Linked DNA regions of Mus musculus: all the other regions are linked to region 3. Evidence: chromatin contacts called from public HiCAR-type and promoter capture Hi-C data. All regions are on one chromosome and are shown on one strand. The core of a region is the stretch at or near the end of the contact, and the rest is flanking DNA. Distances in the headings are between cores, read along the strand shown. Region 1 holds the start of BC051142 (cDNA sequence BC051142). Region 2 overlaps BC051142 (cDNA sequence BC051142). Region 3 holds the start of Stk19 (serine/threonine kinase 19).

Evidence for each region. Promoter capture Hi-C pulls out the DNA fragments that hold promoters and counts their contacts. HiCAR-type assays count read pairs that join an accessible place to other places.
Region 1: a contact with region 3 is called in a promoter capture Hi-C map of hippocampal neurons, with 2.6 times the contacts expected there. The contact joins the promoter of BC051142 here to the promoter of Stk19 in region 3. A contact is called at or near these places in 2 of 39 promoter capture datasets (cranial neural crest and hippocampal neurons), 1 of 115 datasets of contacts at active chromatin or transcription factors (bone marrow-derived macrophages) and 2 of 9 other capture datasets (adipose tissue and embryonic stem cells).
Region 2: a HiCAR-type map of astrocytes shows a contact between it and region 3, with 3 times the contacts expected there. The contact joins the enhancer-like site here to the promoter of Stk19 in region 3. A contact is called at or near these places in 2 of 39 promoter capture datasets (the 3T3-L1 cell line and hippocampal neurons), 1 of 15 datasets of contacts at CTCF or cohesin (the NIH/3T3 cell line), 2 of 484 Hi-C or Micro-C datasets (cortical neurons and embryonic fibroblasts), 4 of 115 datasets of contacts at active chromatin or transcription factors (astrocytes, bone marrow-derived macrophages and embryonic forebrain) and 1 of 9 other capture datasets (embryonic stem cells).

What each region holds. Positions count from the first base shown.
Region 1 is chr17:34,396,384-34,400,948 of GRCm38.p6, reverse strand. It overlaps BC051142 (cDNA sequence BC051142), which reads right to left and starts at 2,129. Exons shown (of 20, transcript NM_001001177.2): 1 at 2,096-2,129.
Region 2 is chr17:34,435,914-34,440,580 of GRCm38.p6, reverse strand. All of the region lies in intron 6 of BC051142 (cDNA sequence BC051142), which reads right to left. Among named protein-coding and RNA genes, the nearest start is that of Btnl4, 38 kb to the left of the region's middle. Within about 2 kb of position 2,855, at least 64 of the 459 cell types and tissues checked have an H3K27ac peak or open chromatin away from gene starts, as enhancers often do. A contact at or near this core is called in astrocytes and bone marrow-derived macrophages, where this site is marked.
Region 3 is chr17:34,834,582-34,839,289 of GRCm38.p6, reverse strand. Stk19 (serine/threonine kinase 19) reads left to right here and starts at 2,387. Exons shown (of 7, transcript NM_019442.3): 1 at 2,387-2,513; 2 at 2,724-2,860. The coding sequence starts at 2,414. Dxo (decapping exoribonuclease) reads right to left here and starts at 2,271. Exons shown (of 7, transcript NM_001163770.1): 1 at 2,074-2,271; 2 at 1,536-1,897; 3 at 1,154-1,389; 4 at 845-1,064; 5 at 607-742; 6 at 383-477; 7 at 104-303. The coding sequence starts at 1,891. The coding sequence ends at 153. It overlaps Skiv2l (superkiller viralicidic activity 2-like (S. cerevisiae)), which reads left to right. Exons shown (of 28, transcript NM_021337.2): 28 at 1-64.

The DNA of each region.
Region 1 (4,565 bases), core at 880-3,379, 440 kb after region 3:
AATTAATATTGGATTAAGGATGCCATTAGGTGGCCATTTATATTGATTCTCTAAGGAATATTGAGGCCAATTTTGAATGGAGAGGCGAATAAATTTAGGGTCCTTCAGGTTGGGTTTCAGGTATACAGGTTGGTGGTTTCTAAAAGACATCCCAAAGCAATGAGAGCGTAGGAAATATACCATTCCCATAGATGAGAAAGGGGAAATGGAATGTCCCTGCAGCCTGTAGTCATGGGCATCCCCTGACTCAGGGAGAACAAATTGAGGACCAAGCCATTCAGTGGGTCAGTGGGTCATCACTACAACTCAGTGGGGTCATCTTAGACTGGCTAAGCCAAAGAGTCTTGGTGCCTGGTATCAGGACTTTTGTAGAAGCCAAAAGGTGAGAACAAGAACCAAGCTCTCATAGAGGGTCTTATCCATAGGAAAATTTTGGGAATGGAGTTGCAAAAGTCACAAGGACCTAGAGAAGTTGTGGAATTTATAATTAGCTTAAGTGAGAGTGGTAAAATGGGGCAGGAAGGGTTTCGATGGCCCAGTAGGACCTAAAGAAGGTGCAGGGTTGCAGCTCTGAGGGTGGTGGGATAGAGTCAGGACAGGAAGGGTTGTAGTAGCCCTCAAAAACTGCACTGAAAACCACCAGGGCCTAGAGGAGCTGTGGGATAGGCAGCTCTGAAGGGAAGGTGAGCAAGGGCAGGTAGGGGCACCATGGCCCAGGAGACCTAAAGGAACTGTAGAATAGCAGCTCCAATGGTGGGAGAATGGGGGGCAGGTGAAGAGTGCTAGTTGTAGCTTTAAAGACCACAGCTGGAGGTACCTCCACCTCCAAGAGTACTAACGGGGTGCTAGACACCCAACAGTCACATCCTCGGACTCAGGGAAGCATTTACACCCACCAGAAGGGGAAGCTTACCTAATTGTCACTGGTGGATGGGGTGTCAAGTAAGCAGTGAGCCGGAAGGTGAGACTGCTGCAAGCCAACTGGAGATAGGGGATAGGGTCCTAGTGCGGCTCAGACCCCAGAACTAGGGGGAGCACAGGCACCAGGAGAGCCTATCCAAGTCACAGCACTAAAATGTGTTTCTGTTCGGATGGGAGGGTATCTTGGAAGCCCAAGAACCTTACAGCTCTACTGGAAATGATATCCCAGCAGAAGGGCATCCTGAGACAGGAGACCACAGGAACCACACAGCTCTGCAAGGAAGCCTCCTCAGCAGAGGCATTGCAGCTCCCAGGGGAGGGTCTCCCCAGCTGAGCTGAGGAGCTCAGGAGCCTCAGCTCCACTCCTTCTCTTCACTTTTTCTCTTCATTGTTTCTTTTCTTCTTGGCTTCTTTTGAGGCGAGTGGAAGGCATATGGGTGTGGAGGAACAAAACCAGGGATGGCTGCCTTCTGCTCCTGGGAGAGGACAGCAGGGAACTGGACGAAAGGGCAGTGCTTATATAGGATTTCTGAGGGGGCAGTGTTTTTCGGGGCAGAGATTTCCAGAGTGAGGATTGGTGGGATTTTAAGTCTTGAACTTGGGAGAGCGCAGGAATTGGTGGGTTTTCCTGCTTAGGGATTGGTGGTTTTTTGTTTGTTTGTTTGTTTGTTTGTTTTGTGGGAAGCTCAGGGATTGGTGGCTTTTTTTTTTCATCCCCCCTCCCCCCCCCCCTTTCCCTGCATCAGTCAGACCCATGGGTTAGGGTAGGAAGTCCTTCCTGACTGCAGCCGGCCTTCGCCAGGGTTTGCTGAGGCACCATCTCTGTGGGGAGGCTAGGGGAGACTGGAGAGGAGGCGCTGCTGCCATGGTGGACAGTTCCAGCGGCGGTATTTCACTAAGGCTGTAGGCTGAGGCGGGACAGGGGATCCGCCACTGCAAGCTGAGCGGCCGCGGTGAGGCCGTTTTAACAGGAGCCGCCATTTTGGACAGCTCCTGTGGGACGCTTCATCGTGGCGTCGGCTGTGGCCTGCGGCGGCAAGGACAAACCTGCCGCCGCTTTGAGCGCTTTTGTGGCGCGGCAGCTTTTGTGGGGCTGCCGCGCTGCTCAGGGACTGTACGGGGGCGGGGAGTGAGCTGGACACGCCGCCTGTGGCAGGACTACACCATGACTAACCTTCTCTTTCCTTCGGGCTTGTTAGAATCCCCCTAACTGAAGGAGTGCGGATTCCCTGGTCCAATCAAGAGGCTGAGCTTAGCTACGTCATCAGTTACCAGGGATGGCTGCTCCTGGAGGCGTCCACAGCGCCACAGCCTTCTCCAGCTCTAGGATATGAGTCTCCTGAAGTGGGTGCACGTAAATCACTTTTGACATCTACACTATTAAGCTGAAGTGCAGTAAGCGCCAGGCTAAAGGTGCCTGGCTACACAGTCGTCTTCCTTCACCTCCTTTGCTCTCGCACAGCTTCAAATACAACAGTTGTCCTAACAGCTTTATGTAGGAAAAGTGAGTACCACCCCCCCACCCCCCCACCCCCACCCCCAGTCCTCAAACTGCTGAGTGAATGACTGACCATCACAGAGCTGGCCCAACTCCGCAGCCTGGTTGAAATGTTTCAGCTGCAACTGGATCCAGCACTAAAATAGTAAATAAAAAAGAAATTGCTGGTTTCAAAGAGGTCCCTCACATTGAATTTCTAACTAGCAACTGATGATGCAGTTCATATCTGACGCTGATTGGTCCTTAATACTGACCTTATCCAATCCAGCAGCAAGGCTGTGAATCTCCTGCTTCTTATGGCCTGGGGCATAGATGGAGTGAGGAGATAGTTGCCAAGGTGTGAGACCACTATCTCTCCTGCAGCGGGATGTGACTGTGGCTCCCCAGAGGCCCCTGTTTGGCCGCTGTGATCGTGATGCTGATGATGCTGAGCCCTTCTGTGGCTTTGGTCAGGGACCCCCAGTGTAAGTGCACACCTCAGGTTCTGAGCTGCTGGGTACGGAGGGAGGAAGGAGCTAACTTCCTCACTGTCCAGGCCAAGTCCCTTGTTACTATGGATGTTTTCTGTGAGCATGCACAGACCTCACATGAAATCCAAACTATGTCCCCAAACAGAAGCCTGGATGTTTGTGCTCTAAGAGCTGTGTGAGAGGTCCCTGTGTATCAGCCATTGTTTTTCAAGTTTCCTCCAGTAACATCTCTAGCCTTGTGTCATCTTCCATTAGGGCCCCAGGGGGACTGATAAATCATGATATTAAATTAACTTCTCACACAGGGGTTTTATGGGTTGAGCTATGCCAGGCAAAGAGGTCTTTGTATAAAAATAGAACTTCATATGTGTATTTCTATTCTATTTTGTATATTTTGTTTTAGTAAAAAAAAATAAAGTTAAGTAAAATATTGGTCTAATCAGAAGATTTCTGTGAAGGTGTCATAGAGTCAAGGGATAGCAGGGAGATCCATGTGCGCCCTCTGCAGGCTGTGCAGCTGCTGCTTAGCCACCTGTGTGTCTGAACCCAGGGCCTCCTCGTTCTCTCTCCCTGGCCCCAGTGCTTGCGCAGCCTGTTCCCGTGTGGAACCTCTGCTGGGTGGTGGCTAGTGTTTCCCCTTGTCCTTGGGAGCACACAGCAGCTAAGACTGAGGAAATAGCCTTCGAGATGATGGGCATCTGTGGGCTGTTCTAACGAACTTGAGGCCCCTTCTCAAACCCCTGAGTGGGTTAGAACCCATTTGGTGTTTGTGATTTGAACATGTTTGCATTTTTATTTTTCTTCCATATTCTCTGGCCTGAGCCCATGAAAGAGACCTGACTTCTCTTTGCAGGATATGATCCCCTTCCTAGTTTTATGATTCACATATACATCACACATAGAAAAATCAAAGTCTGTGCTATGCACACAGGGGATAAAAGATGGGATTATTCACCAATCAAAGAAATCACATGGTGAGACTCATGGCTCCAGCTGCATGTGTAACAGAGGATACCTAGTTGGTCATCAATGGGAGGAGAGGCCCTTGGTCTTGTGAAGGTTCTATGCCCCAGTACAGGGGAATGCCAGGGCCAGGAAGCAGGAGTGGGTGGGTTGGGGAGCAGGGGGAGAGGGATGGGATAGGAGGTTTTTGGAGAGGAAACTAGAAAAGAGGATAACATTTGAAATGTAAATAAAGAAAATATCTAATTAAAATTTTTTTTAAAAAAAGATGGGGTTATTAACACTGCTGAAAGCTGTGACCCCCAAATGCTGGGACTGTGGGCAAATTCTCTGACCCTTCTCTGCTTTGGCTGAAATGTAAAATGTGGAAGAGATGATCTTTTTTATAGAGCTGTGTGAGGACTGGGAGAGATGGCCATGTAAAGCAGTAAGGCTGTAGGCTGAGGCAGGAAAGAAAGTGTAGCTGCTGTGACAGCCCCTGAAGCTGCTGCCCCACTGTGTGCTGCCCCACTGTATGCTTCCTTTCTGTAAGCTATGTAGCTATGTAATTTACAACACAGCTTTGGTTTTCAGTGAGTCACATGGTTTTCAGTGAGCCCAGGAGCTCTTTGGATTCTCAAATGAAATACACACACACACACACACACACACACACACACACACACGTCAGTTAATTTTTGACGTGCCATGACTAGCTCAAAGGCTGGGCACTC
Region 2 (4,667 bases), core at 1,606-4,105, 400 kb after region 3:
TGGCATGATGTTGGTGAGCCCCTTGTTGGTTCTATGGGGGTTCTGTCTCTGCTTTGTCAGTATTCACAACCCAGAGGTGACCCACTGACATGCCAGGGGGAGGAGAAACAAAAAGGCGAAGAAAATGACACAATGAGACCTTTGAGACTCCACCATGAAGAGCAGGAGAATACCTGTTAGTTGTCACAGAAAAAGCATGAGCTCTACAGTTTAGAAGGGACAATAAACTTACTGATAGGTCCTGTAGCTCCGGCTAGAGAGATGGGGAGAGAGATCATTATGCTTAATTGATGTGAAGGTAATACCTAATAACTGAATACCCATCTTTCAACATTGTGCATGGAAATGCTAGGAAAACCCAGGGTGGCTTGTATTGCTAGTCATAGGCAGCCCTCCAATTGCACAACACTGGGAACATGTAAGACTGGAGGCTTCTTTTCATTCTGTGATGAATTGCCTTAGACAATCAAGAAAGACGATGTGGGGTTTGTAATGCATATATTTCTCTTCTTGTGTTTCCTTAGAGACTTATGGTTTGAGAAATATAATTTCCTTTTCTGAGGGGTGACTATACTGCCCCCTAGTGTTCTTTTATTAAGTCAGCTTGTGGGATAGGTCACTGCATGGCATGCATGGCCTCTTTGCAAACTGTAAGGAGGTATGTCCACTCACACCTCTGCAGGTTTGCTATGCACAGGGCTAGAGTGGAGGACAAATACTCACGAATAGGTGCCGAGAACTGCACTGTAATGGGAACAAGAGTGTATCAATGTGGTTGACAGTTGCAGAATCTGCATGCCACCAATATTCACCAAAGAAATCACAAAGCAACTCAATGGGGGTGAGGGTGGGGTAGCGCTAATACAAAGATGGCAGCTATCTCAGAGAGAGCAGAGACTTTCCATCAGAGCAAGTTATCGAGGACCCACCCATCTTAACAAATAAATATTTAATAAAAATATAAAATGACAATAAAATAAAGATGTAAGAACTACTTGACGTTCCCTTGTCTTTTCTTCTTTTTAAAGTTATTTGTTTTATGCATGAGTATACTGTCACTGTCTTCAGACACACATCAGATCCCATTATAGATGGTTGTGAGCCACCATGTGGTTGCTGGGAATTGAATTTAGGACCTCTGGAAGAGCTCTTAACTGCTGAGCCATCTCTCCAGCCAGACGTTCCCTTTTCTTAAACTCAGTGATATTTCATGACACCTTGTCTTAGGTCTTGGATATCAGGAAGTGCTCTAAACTTTTAATGTGATCAGGAAACATGCATGGAAAATCCTTCCAGACAAGAGTTGGGGCAGGTGGGGTACAAAGAGGGTAGGATCCCAGATCTCATAGAAGGACAAAGAGGTTAAAAAAAGAACTCACTTATAGGTCCAATGGTTCCAGCTAAAATATTGGAAAAATAAACCAAAATCAGTTAGTTCTCTAGCAGAGGTAAACAGTTTGCATCAAAATTCTTTTTGGGAAATTCCAAAACCAAAGCCAACAGTGCCGTTTTCACTCCGATGGGCAGCACGAGCTGGGGTCAGCCCCCTCCCGGGGAGAGTAAGTGCGATGTCAACATACCTATCGCTTTCCTGTTAGCTGGCCATCTCCAACTGTTTAGCTAGAGTCTATGGCCTCATCTTCTGAAGGAGACATTGGAATTCCTATCTTTGTGATGAGTTAGATCCTTGTTCACCAGAGTAACCTGGCTTGCCATGGTGGTATGAGACAGACTGAAGCTATTCTAGGCAGGGATTGTGGGTGAAGGAATCCAGAGCCTAGACTCCCGTGCTCAGCAAAATAGCATTCTCCTTGTGCAGGGTGTGACTCATGAGCCCTGACTCTGACATTCTTTTTCCTCTTGCTTTCAGGATTAACCTATTCTAGGTATGAACAGCCTCAGAAATCTGAGCAGACACTTTAACAAATCCACTAAGCCCCAAGGAGGTTCACTTTTCTTGTTAGTCACATGCTGTTGTGTGGAGACTCCACAGGGATGGAGAAGCTGACTCAGTTGGGGTCAACCGTGCTCTGCTTTTATTTCCTTTCTAAGTGCAGAAGATTCAGATCCTATAGCATGATGAAACTCAAATTTTAATGTATGTGTAAATCACCCAGTGACCTTGACAAACCAGTGACCTTGACAAACACAGGGTCTGATTAGTAGGCCAGGGGTGGACACCAGGCTGAGGTTCGGTATCTCCATCAGAATCTAAGGTGATTCCCCCCTGGGGCTGCAGGGGACTGATCAAATGTCCTATCAGCTGTCCTCATGTCTCCTGCTCTGCATCACATAGCTCCTGACAGATGATTGTTACAATGCCACCTGCAATAGTCTCCAGGCCCTTCTTCTAGACTTGTGCTCACATGCACACACCACAGCACACACCACAGCACACCACAGCACACCACAGCACACCACAGCACACCACACCACACCACACCACACACACACCACACCACACCACACTCTTCACTCCTCCCACAAACCATCACTGATGGTGTGGGGACCCTCCATCTATAGGCTGGTGCTCTCTGAATGCCATGGAGCCCTCTCTCCATTGCTGAGGAGGACACCGTGTTAGTCTTTTCCCTCGAGTGTCACTGGAGCTTTAAGAAGAGAGACAGTTCTACGTTTTGCTAGTCTGTCTGTCCCTGACAAGTCTCCCTTTGCAGCTGGTACTGCAGGTTTGGGAGGGGTTCTATCTCACAGGGGCGCCCAGTATGTCAAGAGCAGGGAAGGAAGGGGAAGAGTGGGCAGTGGTCACAGGAGGAAATAGAGGTGCCAGGGCAGTAAATGTCAAAGCTGTTCTGTGTAGTGAGGCAAAGCTGCTGAGGATCAAATGCAGAGAGGAACTTACAGATGTCTCCAGCGTTGCCGGCTAAAACAGAAACACAAAACCTTAAGTTTCGAAGGAGCATGACTCAGGGCATTTGTTTTTTTTTTTTTTTTTTTGTGGGGAGGGTGGGTGGGGAGGGATTCAGGCCAAGCATTCACGGAGTCCTCCATGTGGGAGGATTCTGGGAAGTCAGTGCATTTCCTCTGGTTGTTTAAGAGACTGAGGCCACCCTCTAAGGTTATTAACCTAGACTGTTTTGTAAGTGCTTCACCTGGCCCCAGGATTGTCCTCATGCTTTTAACTGAGTGAACTTGGGTTTTTGTTAGCAGACTCTTCACTGGGTTGCATAAAGCGGTGGAACTGTTACTTAAAGGAACTTGAAAGGAGGGCAATTTCCACACTGGGAGGGACAGGAAGAGTCAAACAGCTTCCTCTGTCTGAGTGTGTCTCCTTACCGCCCTTCATAAGCCCCCCCCAGAGCAGGCATTGCATAGCAGACCCAGGAATAGAGTTAGAGTTTGGGGAAACGTACTCAGAGGTTCGGATAAGGACTTGGTGCTTCTTGTTCTACCTGTAATAGAAATCAAGAACATTCCTGAAAACCACAACTGGTTGAGATACAGAAATCAACTGTATTTTAGGTGCTCACCCCCAATTAATACATCTACAGTCCAACATGTGAGGCTTAGAAAACATCTCTGAAAAGGGGCGGAAAGACTGTCAGGGCTGGAGGATCAAGACAGCTAGCTGCTGAGAGACAGTTTTTTCAAAAGAGAGGACATGGTGTGGGACTGGTAGATCCCATTACTGGTAGTAATCAATATGGTCAAAATAAACTATATACAATTCTCTAAAGGTTCATGAAAATATTACAAAAAGGGAAGAACTGTGAGCTTCCAGTTTAGACCACAGAGGGCTGGTGATTCTATTCCCTCCTCCCAGATATGGTTCAGAGTCTTGAGGTTATAGACCTAAGTGTCACCTCCTCTGTCTTCATGCTTCCCTACTTCTTATCCTTCTAGCTGTTTGAAATCTTTCAAGTTTATTGTTGTGATTACTTAGGTAACTGGTTTAAGCTCTCAGGAGAGACTTGCCTATGTTCATACAACTAAGGAGTGGGATGCAGCTCCAGGCACCTTGACAACAGTCCTCCATACATCAGAAAGATGTTAGTCAACACTCAGGCATGAGTTAAAAGTGTCTGTGAGCAGAAACTCCCCTGGGGTGGTTGTAGCTAGACAGGGCTGTGGTCAAAGGAAGACTCTCTTGTGTTAATAGAATGTGAAGATACAGAAGGGAGCTGAGGAGCTGAGGAGCTGAGGAATGTGTGGCCAAAGGCATGAGTTTGCTTAGGTTGGCACTGCCTTGCAGAGAAATGTTCTGAAGGTATGAGGCAGCTCTCCAGAATCATGAGCTATGAGCCCTATCACCCTGGCTTATTGGAGAACAGGTAAGAAAGGGGGTGGTCCTCTGCCTAGTATGGGAACTCAATGACATAACATTGTGAAAATAGAAGAAAAACTCACTTGGCGGTTCTTGAGCAATAGCTGAAGAAGGGTACAAAAAAAATCAAGTTAATGTGGATAGTGGTTCACACATTGCACCTTTACCCCCGAATCTATCAGGAGAATCTCCCAGGATACACTAGGTCTTCCATTGCCCAGTAGGCACAGCACCATCTCTCTGCCTGGTCAGGACTAAGTTCTTAAGAACATAGGTTTGGGATCCCCTTCCCGAGGGTACCACAGTTAGGGGAATACTTATTGCGACAGTGTCTTGACACTACCTTGCTTTGATAGCTGGACAGCCCTCTCATTTGGTGATCACA
Region 3 (4,708 bases), core at 1,138-3,637:
AAAAACCCCCTAAAAACCCAAAAATATAAATAAAGAGCAAACCAGAGTGCTTGGAGTATGGTAACTTGGAACAGAGGTGACTCCATTCAGACACAGCAAGAGACCCACTTAGAAACACGCCTTTATTATCTGCACGGAGCCCAGACTTGTCCTCAGTCCTTGGGAGAGGGAGTCTTTGAGAGTGGTGGGAGGTCTTGGGTCATAGTCTCCACATACCATGAGGGCAGGAAGGCATAGGGTGCGTCACGATGGACAGACACAGTGACAGGGCCACCAGGTTCCCAGGAGAAGAGGTGGACAAGCCTGTGGAAGACAGAGGTGTGGGGTGAAGCCAGAGATTGAGCCGGGATCCAGAGGCAGTGCACAAACATGAAGGCCTTACCTGGGATCGTCCTGGACTACTGTGCTCTGGGCAAAGCTAAGGAAGGCAGCACAGAAGTTCATGCACACAGAGGGATTCCAGCCTTCTCGGTCATTCTGGAGGGGGCACAAGAGGCAGAAGACTGGGGGTGGAAAGAGGAAAAGGCAGGTGGCAAAGGGGCACTGGGTCTGAGGACTTGGTACAGGGGGTGGGGAAACAGATGGCCACTCTGACACCTGCCTTACCCTGACATTTTCAAACATCTCCATGGTAGGAAAGGTCTTTAAGGAACAGACGAAACCTTCTGGGTTCCGGAAGCCGGCAACAACATGTGGGACCCCCGGGAGGAACGACTGAGCCCACCATTTCAGCAACTTGTGTCTGACGGGAGAGGCAAAGGGTCAGCAGGACCCTCCACCCCCCCCAACCCCCCCCAACCCCCCCCCAACCCCCCCCCCCGTCAGTCCCGGCCCCGGCCAGAACCTGTAAAAGCTCCTCCACTGGCCAGGGCTGTGCATCTCCTTGGATGTCTTGAGCTCCACGTAGCAGGAGGGAGGCTGTGTGCAAGGAGCCTGGGGGTTCAGGCAGTCTACCTCCCCGGAGAACAGGAGAGGGTGGTTTCCCAGGCGGCTGCGTAGCACAGAGCAGTAGGCCACGTTGGTGTTAACTTCCCCAGAGGGGTCTGGGGAGCCTCCGGGTTTGTCTGCACAAGAAGAGAAGGCAGCAGCAGAGGAAGGGGATCTCGACCTCTGTGGAAGGGGAGAGGGACCGCACGGCTGCGACGACTCTCACCTGCGCACATGTACTGCTCAAATTTGTAGCCCATGTACATGAGCTCCCGGAGGAGGGGTGGCCGTGCAAGCCTCTGGGCCCGAGCAGCCGGGGTCTCCACCTCACTTAGGTACAGTGTCCCTTGGAACCGGGAGGCTGCCAGCTGCCAGCCCTCCTGCCGCTCATACGGCGTGGTCAGCAATTTTGTCAGGTGCCCTCTCCATGTCACCGTGGCCCCTGCCAGCCAGCCGGGACCCCTGGGAGGGAAGAATGCGGGGTTTATGGTCTGACTCGAGTTTTACTTCTGTTGACTCAAAGTCCCCACTAAAGACCATTTGGCTTTCCCAACTTCAGAAGAGAAAGCCGGGTCACCAGGTCAGCTTCTGCGTTGCACCGGGCTCACCCCTCCAGCTGGTTCCGGTGTTCCAGGACCCAGCGCAGCAAATGGTCCAACCTCTCTTGGACTTCCTCGTCCCGGGGCTGGTATCGGTCAGGGTATCCATCTCTGAGGTCAAAGTCCGGGCCTGGGCCGTTGATGGGAGGGGGGCTGTAGTAGCGGAGGGCTCGGGCATCTCCATGGTACTGGCGTTGTGCGTCCAGGGAGAAGCAGCCCAGTTCGGATGGACGCCGGTAGAACGGGAAGGGTCCCGAGTACAGAGAGGGCTGTGTCCGCAGTAAAGGGACTGCCCGGGGGAGTTTGTGCAAAGGCTTTTCCACCTCTGTCTTCTCCGCTTTTCTCTTAGTCCCTCTGGGTTCCATGAGGTCCTGCGAGGAAAGCGTTTCCAGTGGATAAGGAGCGAGTGAGCTTCCAGGTTTGGGCTCTGCGTGTCAGGAGCCGGGCGCCTCGTTCCCACCCACGGACCAACGAACGCGGCGAGCTTGAGGAGTTTGGGGGTTGAAGCTAAGACTTGGTTACCTCAAAGCTCCCCACCCTGACCGACCTCCACCTCCTCGAGGCTACGGCGTCAGGGCCGCACGTCAGAAGCCGGAGAAGGATGCAAACACGGAGTTGCTGTTTCTGATGACGCTCTCATCCGCCCTCAGCGTCGGAGTGGGCGAGGTCCGTCTGCACCGGAGCGGGAACCCAGGCGGGCCACTCGCGCCTCGGCGCGCCCCAGTGAGCGCTCTGGTCGGGAGCCAATCAGCAGCGGTGCGGGCGACGGAAGTGAGGCTGCCTTCGTCATCAAACTCAGACGACCAGCCAGAGGGCCCGTCGTCATTATTCTGTGCCGGAAGACGCGGTCTTCGGGACTCCTTTCCCGGAATCCTGAAATCCGGGTTATGAATCGCAAGAGACGGCTCCTGGCGTCTGAGGCTTTTGGGGTGAAGCGGAGGCGGGCGCCGGGGCCCGTGAGAGCGGATCCTTTAAGAACAAGAGCAGGTAACCATGGCAACCTGGGCGCGGAAAGCCCGAGGGTATCCACCCTTGGAGGAGGGGGGGGAGGAGGAGGAGGAGGAGGAGGACCTAGGGTAGTAACCATGGCAACCCAGGCGCTGGGCAGCGACTCTGAGGGCTGGGGCGTCCGAACCTCCGCGCTGTCTCCACCCTCGCTCTCCACCCGGACCTGACCACGCGCTTGCTCCACCACAGGCTCGGCGCGCGAGGCCATCGAGGAGCTCGTGAAGCTGTTTCCCCGGGGGCTGTTCGAGGATGCGCTGCCGCCCATCGCGCTGAGGAGCCAAGTGTACAGTCTGGTGCCAGACCGGACGGTGGCCGACCTACAACTGGTGAGCACCTTGGAGACCTTTGGCGTGTCCCCCCCCCACCAGCCCCGGCCCTCCGACCCGCAGCCTCGAGGGCACTCGCCAAGTCCCTGTCGCTCAGACACTCAGTCGTCCGTCAGCAGGCGTTAGGCCAAGGCAAATGCAGAGCAAATCCCAGGGGTTTGGAACTGCAGGCAGATGTCACATCTGACAGGTGATGGCTGTTAGAGAAGGTTAGTGAGCGCGGACAAAGGTGTACTGAAGGTCACCGGTGAGAGAGATTGACTGAAGGAGAGAGATGAGTCTAGTGTTAATTCCCAGATTTCCCAAGTGATCAGTTAGTGATTAGGGGATTGACTAGAGGAGGGAGGCACCGAGTAGCTGCTTGCCTGATGTGCGTACACTGAGTTGCAGATTATAGATGTATGAGACAGTGGGCTATGACGCTGCAGATCATTCTAGGCTGTGGTGCACAAGGCATAGGGGCTAAATGAGATACTTAGGGAGACTAGAGGAGTGATGTAACCTCGTGGCCAAGTTTAGAAGGCGATTGAAAGCCAGGGCCATGTCTCTTCACACAAAAAAAATCCACAGTGGGCAGATTTCAGTCTCTGTTTTATAGGAACTCTCAGACCTCTGCCTGAGTTGAAGGTCAGAACACTGTGAACGGCTCTCTGCTGCTACATACCTCTCTGGGCTCCTTTTAACTAGGGCAGTTCCTCCTTAGAGGCTGTCACAGATCCTTCTTGCTTAGCTTTGTCCTTATATTGTTACAGAGTTTCTGACCTTGATTCCTGCAGGTGACTTCTGACCTCCTCCTCAGGCCATGGCCCCTGTGCTTCCTTTTCTATAACTGTTTTTTTTTTTTTCTTTAAACAAAAAGCTTTCAGAGTTGCACAAGTTTTGTTTTAAGACAAGGTCTTAATTTGTAGCCCAGACTGCCTTAAACTTGATATTCTCCTGCTTTCATCTCCCTAATGCTGGGGTTTACAGTAGTCAGAAGGTTAACTAGAGGGAGTCTCTTCTTTCTTTGGAGAGGGGAGGATTGAACTTGGGTCAGCAGACTTGACAGCAGAGTCACCTCCTCAGCCCTGTCACCAGCTCTAAGAAATTTCTCTTGTCCTCTCTCATTGCTTTCTTCTGGCACTGAAATTACATAGACATCTTCTCTTTGAACCCCTTCAGACACTTCCATGTTCAATAGTTTTGGGCTTTCTTTTATAATTGTACTGTTTAGTTTCATCTTAGATTAATAATCTGTTCAGAAAGCTTAATTTCATTTGCTTGTGGCTATGTGCTTGTGAGCATGGGTGTGTGTACATGTGGGTTTGCACTCTCAGATGCCAGAAGATGGCACTTGATCCCTGGAGCTGGGGAGGTACAAGTTACAGGTGGTTGTGAGCCACCAGATGTGGGAGCTAGGAACTGAATGTGGGAGCTCTGCAAGAGCAGGAATTACTCTGCCACCGAGCATTGCTCCCACCCCAGATCGATAGTCTTTTATTCAGCTGTACTAAAGTATTTCACACTCATTGAAGTCTTAGTTTATTGTCTTCATTTCTCAGTTTTAAATTCTCTACTGGGACTTTTTTTTTTTTTTTTCTTTTTATGGGTCTTATTATGCAGCACTAGATGACCTGGAACTCAGTCTGTAGACCAGGCTACCCTTGAACTCATAGAGACCCACCTACCTCTGCCTCCTGAGCGCTGAGATTAAAGCTATGCACCACGGTGACTGACTGGGACATATTTAAGCCTATATCTTTTTTATGATTATTTTAAATTTGATTATTATTTTTGGCCATGTGTACTGCCATATGGCTTTAATCCCATTGCTCTAGAGGTAAAGGCAGACAGATCTCTGTGAGCTTA